2 separate regions of the Sus scrofa genome follow, and region 1 is linked to region 2. The links are chromatin contacts, called in public HiChIP or PLAC-seq maps. All regions are on one chromosome and are shown on one strand. The core of a region is the stretch at or near the end of the contact, and the rest is flanking DNA. Distances in the headings are between cores, read along the strand shown. Region 1 overlaps LOC102160963 (a long non-coding RNA gene). Region 2 has its middle 110 kb from the start of SLC1A4.

Evidence for each region. HiChIP or PLAC-seq counts read pairs in DNA pulled down with a chosen protein or histone mark.
Region 1: an H3K27ac HiChIP or PLAC-seq map of alveolar macrophages shows a contact between it and region 2. The contact joins two enhancer-like sites. A contact is called at or near these places in 1 of 5 promoter capture datasets (liver), 25 of 47 Hi-C or Micro-C datasets (adipose tissue, alveolar macrophages, blood and 15 more) and 2 of 2 datasets of contacts at active chromatin or transcription factors (alveolar macrophages and skeletal muscle).

Annotation. Positions count from the first base shown.
Region 1 is chr3:77,163,240-77,169,645 of Sscrofa11.1, reverse strand. LOC102160963 (a long non-coding RNA gene) reads left to right here. Exons shown (of 4, transcript XR_002342636.1): 4 at 1-2,288. Among named protein-coding and RNA genes, the nearest start is that of SERTAD2, 26 kb to the left of the region's middle. Within about 2 kb of position 1,270, at least 82 of the 83 cell types and tissues checked have an H3K27ac peak or open chromatin away from gene starts, as enhancers often do. A contact at or near this core is called in adipose tissue, alveolar macrophages, brain and 7 more, where this site is marked.
Region 2 is chr3:77,074,102-77,080,437 of Sscrofa11.1, reverse strand. No RefSeq gene overlaps it. Among named protein-coding and RNA genes, the nearest start is that of SLC1A4, 110 kb to the right of the region's middle. Within about 2 kb of position 2,912, at least 58 of the 83 cell types and tissues checked have an H3K27ac peak or open chromatin away from gene starts, as enhancers often do. A contact at or near this core is called in adipose tissue, alveolar macrophages, brain and 7 more, where this site is marked.

The DNA of each region.
Region 1 (6,406 bases), core at 21-2,520, 91 kb before region 2:
TTAAAAAGGCATATAAAAATGCTTATATTCACATATGTCTTTTTTCTTAAATGTAAAGGACAGTATTTCTTTGGTCGACTCCGGAGTTTGGAAAGTGAAACTGAATAGAAACCAAGATGAAAGATAATGATCATGCTTCCTCTTTAGTGTTGACTGCAGCACAAACAACCAAATTATGAGAAATAAATTACAGTTTTAAAAAATCCCCTGTTTTAATTACTGCAAATGTTACTATGACTAGGTAAGAATTATTTTTAATCACCTATAATTACATGGATGGTGTACATCTAAAAGCGTAAAGTGTGTATCTAAAAGCCCCAATTTAAAACAAAAACAAAAACAAAAACCTAAGACAAACTTGGCTTTTGTTTGAAATGTGCAATATTTTCCCTCTACATGCTTCCTCTCTGAATAAATTTTATGGTTAGAATTGCTGTTTTTTAGCAAATGTAGAAAGCCAGCTAGAAACATCTTTTCCGTTAATTCATTGGGTTTTCCTCCTAACCAGTTTGAGCAAATTCTTGGCGAATATTTCATGAACTCACAAGAGAAGAATTTGACATGTTTAAGAGACATGTAAAATAAAGTCGTGTAGGTTTTAAAGTTTCAGAAAATTGGGAGATTCCCTGTACTGAGAGAGCTCCCTAGACCTGCAAGTAATAGTTGGAATTATGCAGGAATGAGCAAAGTAGAATTCTTGTCATTGCGTATTAGGAGCTATTCCATTCTAGGTAGGGTTTTTCGTTCCTTCCTTTACCACGGAGGAAAGGAGAGCTAGGGCTAGCTAGGTCTGCGGTCGGAGGAGTGTCTATAAATAGAAGGTGAAGTGTTCCAATACCGGGAGGGTGCGTCATAGCGTCCCTCCCCCGAGCTGCAAGCGCCTAGGCGGCCGCGGGAGCCACACCACTGCACCGGGACACTCGCCCGGCTTCCTGCTCCCGGGCAGAAGCTGGGGACCTGCGGGAAGGAGCCCAGGGAGGCGCCCAGCGGCACTCGCCTTCCCCCGCCCCCGCCTCCCCAACCTCAGGGGGCCTCAGGCCGACCCCGAGGCACAGGGTCCCAGGACCGAGGCGCCCCTGCACTATTGGCAGCCGGGCCCCGCCACCGCCCTCCAGCCTGGTGATTCCTCCACCCCATCCCACCCGCCTCCCCTTGGGCGAAAGAAGAACAATAACCCCGAGCGCGCCCGGGAAGCGGAGACTCCCCGGCGCACAGACAATGCGAGGGGAGTTCCGAGGGGGCGGCCTCCGCGCGCCGCGCGCTCCCGCGGGTCCCCGGGCTGGGCGGGACCGCGGCGGTTGCCCGGCCCCCCAGGCACAGTCGGAGGCCACGTGGAGGATATTTAGATTTGTTGAAATCTAAAAATCTCAAAAAGTGTCTGTTCAAGGCCAGGGAGAATTTCCTCTAATCTAGATGGAACCTCAGCAGGCGGTTGAAATACACAGGGACTGTGTGTGATTTGGAGCCTTTTCTATTTCGGATCTGAATCTCAAAAGTCACTTGTGGAATTTCCATAGGCCTATCTTTTCGTAAACAGATCGTTCTGGGATTCCCCACCCAGTCTCTGGTCTTACCCTGCCTGTTCTTCCAGCCTGACCCGGTCTAGATTTCAATCTCCCTCTTGCCTACCTTTCTCTTTTTTCTTTTTTCTTTTCTTTTCTTTTCTTTTCTTTTCTTTTCTCCCTCCCTCTCTCTTCCACACACATACAGTTTCGTTCCCTTTGCACCTTTTCTTGAGAGAGAGAGAGAGAGAGAGAGAGAGAGAGAGAGTGTGTGTGTGTGTGTGTGTGTGTGTGTGTGTACACGTGCGCGCGCAGATCTTGCAGTTCCTTGATTCTGATTGGCGACTCCATTGGCTTCCCCTGCCTTTTCTTCTGTGTTGGTTTTATTTCAATTCTGAGTCTTTCTTCCTTTGTTTTTCTTCCACGGTTTTGTTTTGGGTTTTTTTTTCACATTTGCACGATTTTTTTCTTTCCGTTTCCTTAAGTCCTGTCCCCTTTGGACTAAAGGGTTCCTGGAAAAAGAAAAACCAAGAGGATTTCATGGCATTTTATCTCAGGGAAATGTGTTATAGTTCCACTTTAAGAGAGTCTGGGCTAACCGGGATTTTTATACTTATATATAGGTCAAGCCATCTTAGCTGAAAAAAAGTCACATACCTCTGTAACGTCTTGGGTGCTGGGCTTGCTTACAATAAAAAGGTATGCAGGGGAGTTCCCGTCGTGGCTCAGAAACCATGAGGTTGCGCGTTTGTTCCCTGGCATCGCTCAGTGGGTTAAGGATCCTGTGTTACCATGAGCTGTGGTGTAGGTTGCAGATGTGGCTCGGATCCCTCGTTGCTGTGGCTATGGTGTAGGCCAGCAGCTACAGCTCCGATTGGACCCCTAGCCTGGGAACCTCCATATGCTGTGGGAGCAACCCTAGAAAAGGCAGAAAGACAAAAAAAAAAAAAAAAAAGGTATGCAGGGAAAAAAATAATTTCAAATTAGATCTCTGAATATGGATTTAACACAGGCACATAAAACACTTTTTTTTTTTTTTCTTTTTAGGGCCACACTCAAGGCACATGGAGGTTCCTAGGCTAGGGGTGGAATTGGAGCTGTAGCTGCCTGCCTACACCACAGCTCACAGCAACCCCTTAACCCACTGAGCAAGGCCAGAGATTGAACCTGCATCCTGATGGATGATAGTCAAATTCATTAACCACTGAGCCACAACAGAAACTCTGAAAACACTTATTTTTAAGCTAAATTTGATGATACAATATTTGAAAGTCAGGATACTGGCATCTTTAATTTACCTATTAAGCACCATCTGCTTGGTTATCTTTTTGCATTTGTTTCCATCTGTGAAATGGCTGAGCACTTGCCTCTTCTGAGTCTAGTCTGGGGTACAAAGTACAGTCCTTTATCAACTATGCAAACTAGAAACAGCTCCTAGACTTGAGACCTGAAAAAAAGCCAGGCAAAAGACCAGTTAAAATTTTAACAAAAAATTTTTGCAGCTAAAATATTTGGAGGTGAGAATGGATGTGAGTTGTTGGAGGTGAGGTAGGAGTTAGGCAATCATTACACAGGTCCAGGAGGCATTTTGCTCTGCTAGGGCTGACCCTCAGGTTGGGAGGGGCCTGAGCATAGCACTAATTAGATGACATCAGAAATGATGGGGGGGTAGGTAACCCCGGGGACCCCCAGTGGGGGAACCTAACAACATCCAAAGGAGAGGAAGGGCCCTCTGATTAAGAAAGGAGGTGAGGAGTTCCTGTCGTGGTGCAGTGGTTAACGAATCGGACTAGGAACCATGAGGTTGCGGGTTTGATCCCTGGCCTCGCTCAGTGGGTTGACGATCCGGCGTTGCCGTGAGCTGTGGTGTAGGTCTCAGACGCGGCTCGGATCCTGCGTTGCTGTGGCTCTGGTGTAGGCCGGTGGCTACGGCTCCGATTAAACCCCTAGCCTGGGAATCTCCATATGCCGCGGAAGCGGCCCTAGAAAAGGCAAAAAGACAAAAAAAAAAAAAAAAGAAAGAAAGGAGGTGAGGGTAACTGGCAGCTTTGTCCTTTTCAGAACCAGCTGTGGAGGGTGGGGTGGAGGGGGTCCTCTTCCCTCCTGCCACCACTTCTGCCTGCCTTTCTGAGTTGTCATACCCACATTTCTCCAGCCAGGGCCCAGGTTAAAGGTAAATCAAGGGAAGCTGCAGGTCATGAACATTCCTATTTGTATAAGCACCCTCACACTCTTCAAAAAAAACTGGAAGGATTTGGGGGCCCAAAGGTCAGGCCCAGCCACCAGGATTAAGACTTGAAACTAATAATGAACTTGTTGAAATTTATTTTAGGCTGGGCACTCTGCTATCGGCTTTAACACTGTATCTCATCTAATCTTCACAAGACTTTGAAGGAGATATTACTACCCTCATTTTACACATAAGAAAACCAAGGCACAGAGTAGTGGGTAAGAGCTTATTTGCCCAAAGTCACAAGGCTAGTGAGCAGTAGACCAGGACTCAAACCCTAGTCTAGCTCCGAAGCCTAAACAGGTTGGTGACAGCTCCAGATATGGGCCAGCTCTAGGTCAGCCAGCATCTGGGAAGTCCTAGACACTTACTGGGGCTTTGTATGAGGAGCCCCTGCTCATGTTTATCTAGTAATGGCTCTGGAGTCAGACTGCCTGTGTTCAAAGCCTACCTACATCCTTTCCCAGCTCTATGACTTTAGACAAGTTATTTAACCTCTGTCTGCCTCCGTTTACTTATCTACAAAATGGGGATGATGATGGTACTAACGCTTCTTTCCTGGGGCTGTTACAAGGTTTAAACAAAGAATGTATCCAAAGCACAGCCCCTGGCTCTTGGTGAGTCCTCCCTCTGGTGTAAGCCATTCTAAGAATTGTTTGATTTCAGCTTGGCATAGGATGAGCTCCCTGCGGCTGACAGGGGCCAAAGGCAATAGAGGGATTCCTAGTTCAGGTATATGGCCCCCCCAGAAAGAAAATAAAGCAAAACCAGAAAACAAAAAGATTGGTGGAGTTAGAACTTTAGCAAAAGACTGGAAAGATGTTTAAGCATAACATAAGATCCTTAATTTCACCCCACTCCACCCCAACCCCCTGGTTTTACTGTCCAAAGAGCTTGAAATGAAGCTTCCATAGAATGAGCAGCAGTGTCCGGGAGTGAGACAACCAGCTAACTTGGTGCCAGATGAGTTTAAGTACAAGTTGTAACCTTGAGCAAGTCACTTAATTTCTCTGAGCCTAAATTTCCAGATCTGTAAAATGAGTCAGAGTGGATTTTGGGGGGAGGGGAAGGGGTGGTGGAGGTCTGCCCATTATCTCCCTCCCTTCTTCTAGGAGCAGTTTCTCTCCCACACCCCAAATATTGGAACCTCCATTTTTTTTTATATGACACCCACCCTCCCCGCCATAGTTGATTGGTTCAGAAATGGACCAATCAGAGAGCTTGTTTGAGATTTCCTTTTTGGTGTTGTAATGGAATTGGGAAAGGTTTGTAGAATGGGGCTTAGGACTGCTTGACAGTCCTTGTTCCATCGTGTGAAGTCTAAAAGAGCTAACATGCAGTGAAAAGCAGAGGGAAGAGACAGATTATTCTGGTGGCATGTGGATCAGATGTCTCTGAGACCAACTTGTACCTGTGCCTGGCCTACAGTTAAATGAGACTCTCAGATTGATTCCAGATGGATCTCCTTTTTGCCTAAGCTGGTTGGAGTTTGTTTTCTGTCAATTACAAACCCCAAATCACTGACTGATACAGTCTAGTTTATTTCTAAAATCCCTTTAGCTCTCAATGTGTCTATGCTTTTATACAAAAAATAAATGAATGGTGTTCAAATAAAGCTATGTCTCAGAGTTCCCATCATGGCTCAGTGGTTAATGAATCCGGCTAGGAACCATGAGGTTGCAGGTTCAATCTCTGGCCTCGCTCAGTGGGTTAAGGATCTGGCATGGCCGTGAGCTGTGGTGTAGTTTGTGGACGTGGCTCGGCTCTGGCGTTGCTGTGGCTGTGGTGTAGGCCAGCAGCTACAGCTCCGATTAGACTCCCTAGCCTGGGAATCTCCATATGCCGCCGGTGCAGCCCTAGAAAAGACAAAAAGAATGAAAAACGAAAAAGCTATGTCTCATAACTTTGGATAGCTGTGTGGAATAATCAATAGATTGAAAAAGAACCCTTATCTAACTCGCAAGTATAGAATAGGCTCAAGACTCCTTATAGCCTTTTATCATATCTAAATGAAAGAAATAGGAGTTCCTATCTTGGCTCGGCGGAAACAAATCTGACTAGGAACCATGAGGTTGCAGGTTCGATCCTTGACCTCACTCAGTGGGTTAAGGATCAGGTGTTGCTGTGAACTGTTGGTGTAGTTCAGCAGCTGTAGCTCCGATTAGACCCATAGCCTGGGAACCTCCATATGCCATGGGTGCAGCCCTCAAAAGACAAAAGATTAAAAAAATAAATAAATGAAAGAAATAAATAGGTCAAGAACTAGTGTTTTGGTGAACTGTGAGGCAATCAGCCATTAAAATATAAAGTTGATTTCAAAACTGTTGATGTGGTGACCTGGTTTTTAAAGTGAATGTATTGCTTGCTTATGCCACAGTATAACACAAGAGGGAGATTAGTAACTTTGGCTTAACAAAGACCAAGAATTTAGAAAGATTTGGTCACAGTATCACTACTCTGAATTGTCTAGTTTCCCTACATTACCTAGTTAGTAATGAATGAGTGAAATCTTTTCCGTCTTTTGGTTTAAACAGATAATGTAAATAACTACCTAGTCCTCCACTTTTGATTTTTACTCTATTCCATCCACTTGCCTGTGTATTATTAAAAATAACCTATAGGAGGTCCCGTTGTGACTCAGTGGTAAAGAACTTGACTAGCATCCATGAGGATG
Region 2 (6,336 bases), core at 1,663-4,162:
AAGAGAAGTGAGACACTGACTGAATCCATTCTCAATACAAGATGATTTCTCTTTTTTCTTTAATTTTAGAACTTTAAAAAAGTAACCCCCTTCACATATTACGAGAAATATGGAAAAAAAAAAACAACATTCCTTAGTAGGTTTATAAATTTTACCCATAACATGCTACTGTGTAGAGTCATTTAAGATAAAGCAGGGAATTTCTGTTGTGGCTTAGCGGGTTAAGGACCTGACATAGTGTCCATAAGGATGAGGGTTCGATCCCTGGCCTTGATCAGTGGGGTTAAGGATTTGGTCTTGCCACACGATTGTAGGTTGCAGATGCAGATCCATTTTGACCCCTAGTCCAGGAACTTGCATAGGCTGCAGGTACGGCTGTAAAAAAGAAAAAAATAAAACAAAGCAGGCTGAGCCTGCGGTGCAACAGCCTGGCTTGTCCTGAGGGCCAAGGGCAGTCTCTCCACTGCCTGGGGTGGGAGTAGAGATAGGGACACTGGCCTCCCTCAGCAGCTGCCCCTGTGAACTCCCCTTCTCCAAACAGAAGCTGACCCCTGCAGCCTGGTCATTTGGTGTTGGTGACTCCAGGCTGCCACGGTGGAGTTTCCAGAGCCCCTTGTAAAAGCCTCCACAGGGTCTGAGTGACGTTGTGTGGGAAGCCACACACGAACTCTCCCCTCTGCAGACTTTCTGTGTGAGAACTCTGGAGTCTGAGCAGGGTAAAAACAACCCTGCTGCCACCTTTCCTCTTCCTGCCCAGGTCCATTCTCGGCTCCTCTGCCACCTCCCCTGGATCCTCTCTGGCCAGCTCAGTTTCTGTTTCTGGGCCAGGCAGGGAAAAAGCATTTGGCTCAGCCCCTTATTTGTCAGGAGTCCAACATTGCCAGGGGTCTCGCCTGGTTTCAAGAATTTCCCAGTGCCTTGCCTTGCTCTGTAGTCAAGTTTCTAGCCAGGATTTCTTGGCTCTGAGAAAGACTCAGTGCCTGTTGGAGTCTTCTAGGCCTGTGTTGCATTTGCAGCCACCTGGCTCTGACTGGGCGACAGTTCGGCCCTCCTGGGTCAGCCCATCTCCTTCTGCTTGGCCGGCAGAGGAGGCCCTTTGTGTCGTTTGTCCTGGGGCTTGGGAGGGAGGAGGCTCCAAGTTTCTGTCCCCAGCCCTCTGTCCTGGGTTTACCGCAGCTTCAGCCCAGACTCAGGGGTGTCACTGCCTTCCAAAAGCAAGCAGTTCCTGCCTATCTGGCAAAGACAAGAATGTCAAACCTGAACAGCCCCAGCCCCTGTTTCTAAGTCAGACCTATTATACCTGTTCAGTACCTGGGCCTCTCCTGCTAGAAATTTCCAGCTGTTCTGATCTTTCGCATAAGGGCTTGGCAAGGCTGAAAGGTCTGGAAGCGAATGAATTCTGAAAGCCTGAAGAACACCAGGCCTGGGTTGGTGGGTGCCTCTCCCCCTCCCTGCTTAAGGACCCTCTCTCAGACTCCCCCTCATGTCCTACCTTTGGATTCACCTGAGGCAGAGGGCCTGAAGGGGTGCTGGGCCCTGGAGTCCAAGTTCCAGGGGAAAAGAGAGCAGTTTACCATGTGACACTGTGCCCCAGCAAGGGGCCTGAGGGTTGGATGCCCAGTATGGAGAAAGGGTGTGAGCCAAGGCTGCAGGTTCCGGGAGCCAACTTGAGAGCCTGTTTAGGACTTGGACATACAAGTGTAGAACTCAGGTGCCCCCATATGCCCTCATCATCATAGGTGACCCATGCCCTGCCTTGGTGTGAGAAAGCTGTGATTGTTAAAATAATGCATCCTTGAAGTTCTCATTGTGGTTCATCGGTTACGAACCTGACATAGTGTCCATGAGGATGAGTGTTTGATCCCTGGCGTAGCTCAGTGGGTTAAGGATCTGGCATTGCTGCAAACTGTGGCGTAGGTTGCAGATGCTGTTTGGATCTGGCATCGCTGTGGCTGTGGCATAGGCCAGCAGCTGTGGCTCCAATTTGACCCCTAGCCTGGGAACTTGCATATACCACAGGTGTGGCTGTAAAAAGAAAAAAAAAAAGTAATGCATCCTTGACAAAACTTCCTTTCTCTTCGTTCAGACTATAATGTATTTCCCGAGCTCTCCTTTGTTTTTGTTTTTGTTTTAAAGGTACCAGGATCAAAAATATACAGGTAAATACTTGAGTATTTGTAGCTTGTGTTCAGTAACTGGCAGGAGTGTAGAGAAGGAAAAAGGCATTGTTACTGAGGGTTTGCGCTTGACACTTCTTCCACTCTAGTACACGTACAGGAGATAAAGTAGGTAGTTGGAAGGATGCCCTGCCTGTGCTCCATCCTTCCAGCCCAGCATATATTTCCCGGCTCTCTTCCCCCAAGGTTGCTGAACCCCCCCCCCCCCCCAGCTGACTTCTGCCTTGGGAGTGAGGAGCTGCAGGGAATGTCCAGACTGGGGTGTATTGGTAAGTTGTGTTAGGCTTTTCCTTTGAACCCAGGCTATTCCCTGGACGGTGGGCGGAACCCAATAGTGGAGCTGCAGTTCTCCTCTGGGGCCGCGAGGGTAGTTGACAGGTCCCAATGACTGGATTTTGGCTGTCCTCTGGCTAATACAAGAGGACGTGCACACCCTTCGCCCAGTTGGGTCCTTACACCACCCCACTCCGAGGTGGACAGGGACCACCTCGCATAAGGAAATCGAGGCTCAGAGATTCCACGACTGCCCCCTTTCAGCCAGTTAAAGACCCCGCAAACGCAAGCGTCCTGTCTCCCGGGCTGAGGATCCGTCCTGACTTGGCCCTCTGGGTGTCGCGTTCTGCACGGCTCATCTGCGCCGCTCATCAGTCCCCTGGCACAGCCTTGGCTTCCCCCGCTCGGGAGAGAGAGCGGGTGTTTCTGGGCTGGGCCGGGCGGCACAGCACGCAGGGCACGGAGAGCACAGGCTGGGAGCTGGAGCCGAGGGCGGGCTCGCAGCCGGGCTGGCCTTCGCTCCGGGTGCCCCAGCTCCCGCCCGCGGGGTGGCGCCGGGAGGGCCCCGCGGCTCCCGGCGGAGGCTCGGGCCACCGCCATTGGACGCTGAGCCCCGGGTCGGGAGGGGGCGCGGGCCCAGGCGTCAGGTTACTCTGCCCAAGCGGCCGTGGGGGAGGGGCGGCTGCGGCAGCTGGCCAGGGGGTGTGGGGGCGGGGGCCTCGGGCGGAAGGACCCCCCTCCCCCCAGGACAGGCCCCATTCTTGGCCTTAAAGGGAAACCATGACCGCGCTTGTATCCAACTCCTGTAACAAACATTTGTGAAAACTCATTACGTGTCAGGTGCTGTGCTGGACTTGGGTGCGTGTAAAGTGGCATTGCTGGGGTTCTGCCCAAACTTGCCTCTAACTGAGGAAATAAATCCACACGGAAGAAGAACGCTGAAGACACCAGGAAGTAGATGATAAGGCCTGAGAAAACATGAGTAACCAAAAGTTATACGGGTTCCTGGAAAAGGAAGTCTCTCTCCTCCCCCATCCTCGGCGTAATCTGGAAAGCTGCCGCAAAGAGGCCAGGTGTGGCTGCCTTGGCACCTCCCCCAGGGAAGGGGGACCTGCCAATGGTGAGGGAGAGCCATCCCATCATGCCTCGCAGCCACTGGCCTCAGAACCATCCCCTTCTGACGCTGTCGAATGTCCCCTACCCACTCCCACTGCAGCCTGCAAGCCTGCCCTGTCTTCCCAAGAGCTCCCACTGCCTCTAGTCTCCATCTGCTCCAAGGCTAAAGCCTTCCTCCTGAAGGCTGGTCTGGCCCTCGAGGACACTGCCGGTCCACAGCCCTCTTCAACGAAGTTCTTTTCTCCTCAGGCCATGCTTTAGGACTGGAGATGACTCCTCACTCACCAGTGAAGCTTCCAATCTGCTGCTTCGCCATCTCCCTTCAAAAACCCAGCTCCGGAGTTCCCGTCGTGGCGCAGTGGTTAACGAATCCAACTAGGAACCATGAGGTTGCAGGTTCGATCCCTGGCCACGCTCAGTGGGTTAAGGATCTGGCATTGCCGTGAGCTGTGGTGTAGGTTGCAGACACGGCTCAGATCCTGAGTTGCTGTGGCTCTGGTGTAGACCAGCAGCTACAGCTCTGATTTGACCCCTAGCCTGGGAACCTCCATATGCCATGGGAGCAGCCCTAGAAAAGGCAAAAAGACAAAAACAAAAAAAACCCCAGCTCCTTGGAGTTTTCTGGTGGCTCAGCTGGTTTAAGATCCAGTGTTGTCACTGCTGTGGCTTTCATCCCTGCTGTGGCATTGGTTCTGTCTCTGGCCTGGGAACTTCCACATGCCACAGCTGTGGCCAAAAACAAACAAAAAGAAACAAAAAACCCAGCTCCTTTGAAATACGTGTCAATAATAAGGTGACACCACTTCTAGTTAGTGTCACCTTATGCTACTGGTCACTTCCTCTATCCTGTAGTGATTTCAGTACTGGGTTCTTTCTCCTCCACTGTCATCATTCTTGGGGACTTCAACATCAATGTTTATGATCTTGGCCCTAGTAATACATTTTCTGTCCCACCCTAGCCTCACCATCACACCCTAGACCTGGGAATCATGAATGTCTACATCTTCTCTAAAATCCCAGATTCAAATATCCCACTACCTGCCAGCCTGCTAACTCATTTACTCACTCTGGTTCTTCCACTAGCTCTCCTGCCTGAGACCTCCAATCCATTGCTGTATTGTTTCCTGACTATCTCCCCTCAGGTCTTCACTTAGTCAGCTGAGAGTCCACGATCCAGCATGGGAAATCTCCCTTGCAAACACTCTTAACTCCTAACACCAGTCTCTCTCCATCATAATCACCTGGCGAAAACCCAACTGTGGTTAAATCAAACTGTTTACTTCACACCTGCAACCAAGCAGTTTGCACACTGCTGAAGAAAACTGCCCAGCTACTCTCAATGGACTCACATCAAATTTATGTGCATACATTTCCAAAGGGATTTGAACTGCTGGGCAATCCTACTACCATTTCTTAGAAAATCCCTTTTCCGCTGTCTCCATAGTGCAGCAATTTCTTTCTCCTCTTCTGCATATTTTCAACCCCCCCCTTCACTGTCAGTCTGATCTCGGACTATACTTCATAGAGAAAATAGGTACAGACAGACCAACTGCCTGCTCTTCCTCCCACCAAAGCCACTAGAATGCTTGCACTCTGTGTTCCCTCCGCCCATCTGTGGCCAAGCCCTCCATCTATGTCCTGGGCCTCTTCCCCTTTCACCAGCACAAGCATTCCCTTTCTTTCATGCATCATCAATTTCTTCCTCTCTACTCTATCCTTCCTACTGAAGCCAAACAGGACTATGTCCTTCAATTTAAACAGATATTAGCCTTAAACTCCCATTTCCTTCTGCTGACTGAACCATTTTGCTGCCCCTCTTCGGAGTGAATGCTCCTGGGAGAGTTGTCTATATACTCACATTTCTCTTCCTCACCTCCCATTCTCACATCCACCGGCTCCAGGGTTTTTTTCCTTACCATTCCCTTGCAATCAATCTTAGGATGCCAAGGACCTACATCTTGACTAGATTAGTGACCAGTTCATGGTCCCCATTTCTTCTGGTCTCCCTGTGGCATTGAACATGTTTGACCACACCATGATAGATTGAATTATTGGCCATAATGCTTGTCACTCCTCCCTGAGTTCTTATTGTGTGACTCTGCAGTCCCTCGTGATTTAGACATGGCTGTGTGACCTATTTTGGATAAGTGAAGGTAGGAGGAAGTGACATGGTACAGTTCTAAGCCTACGTCTTAGGAGACATTTCCACCTGCCTACTTGTGCCAGTGTTATCACCACTGCCCTAACTGGCCTACTGGTGCAAGGATGATGAGGGATGTGTATCTAGAGGAGACTCAGGAAAGGTCAGCCTTATCCACCTGACTCCCAGATGGTGAGTAAAATAAATATTTACTCTTGTATGTCATTGAGATTTTTTTTTTGTGGTTGTTAACCTACTAATAGCTAACTGATACATCCTCCTCCTTGAAATACATCCTTTGTTGAGTTTCCTCAGAATCACCATTTTTTCTTCTAGCTTCACAGGTCATCCATCTCAGTCTTGCTTGCTTGTTTTTCCTTTACCAGATCTCTAAATGTTGTAATGGCTTCAGTCTCTGCCCTCTTTCTTTTAGTTTTACTTTTTCCCTAAGTGGAATTATCCAGGCCCATGGCTTCTGAACACTGTTTACATGCTGGGTTTCCAATTTAAATCCTAAGGAGAGATGCCCCTGAACTCCAGACTCAAGCTTGAGTACACATACCCACCTGGCGTCTGACAGGTCTTGGTGTGGCCAAACAGAACTGCTGTCTATCCCTTTCCCCCGGCATG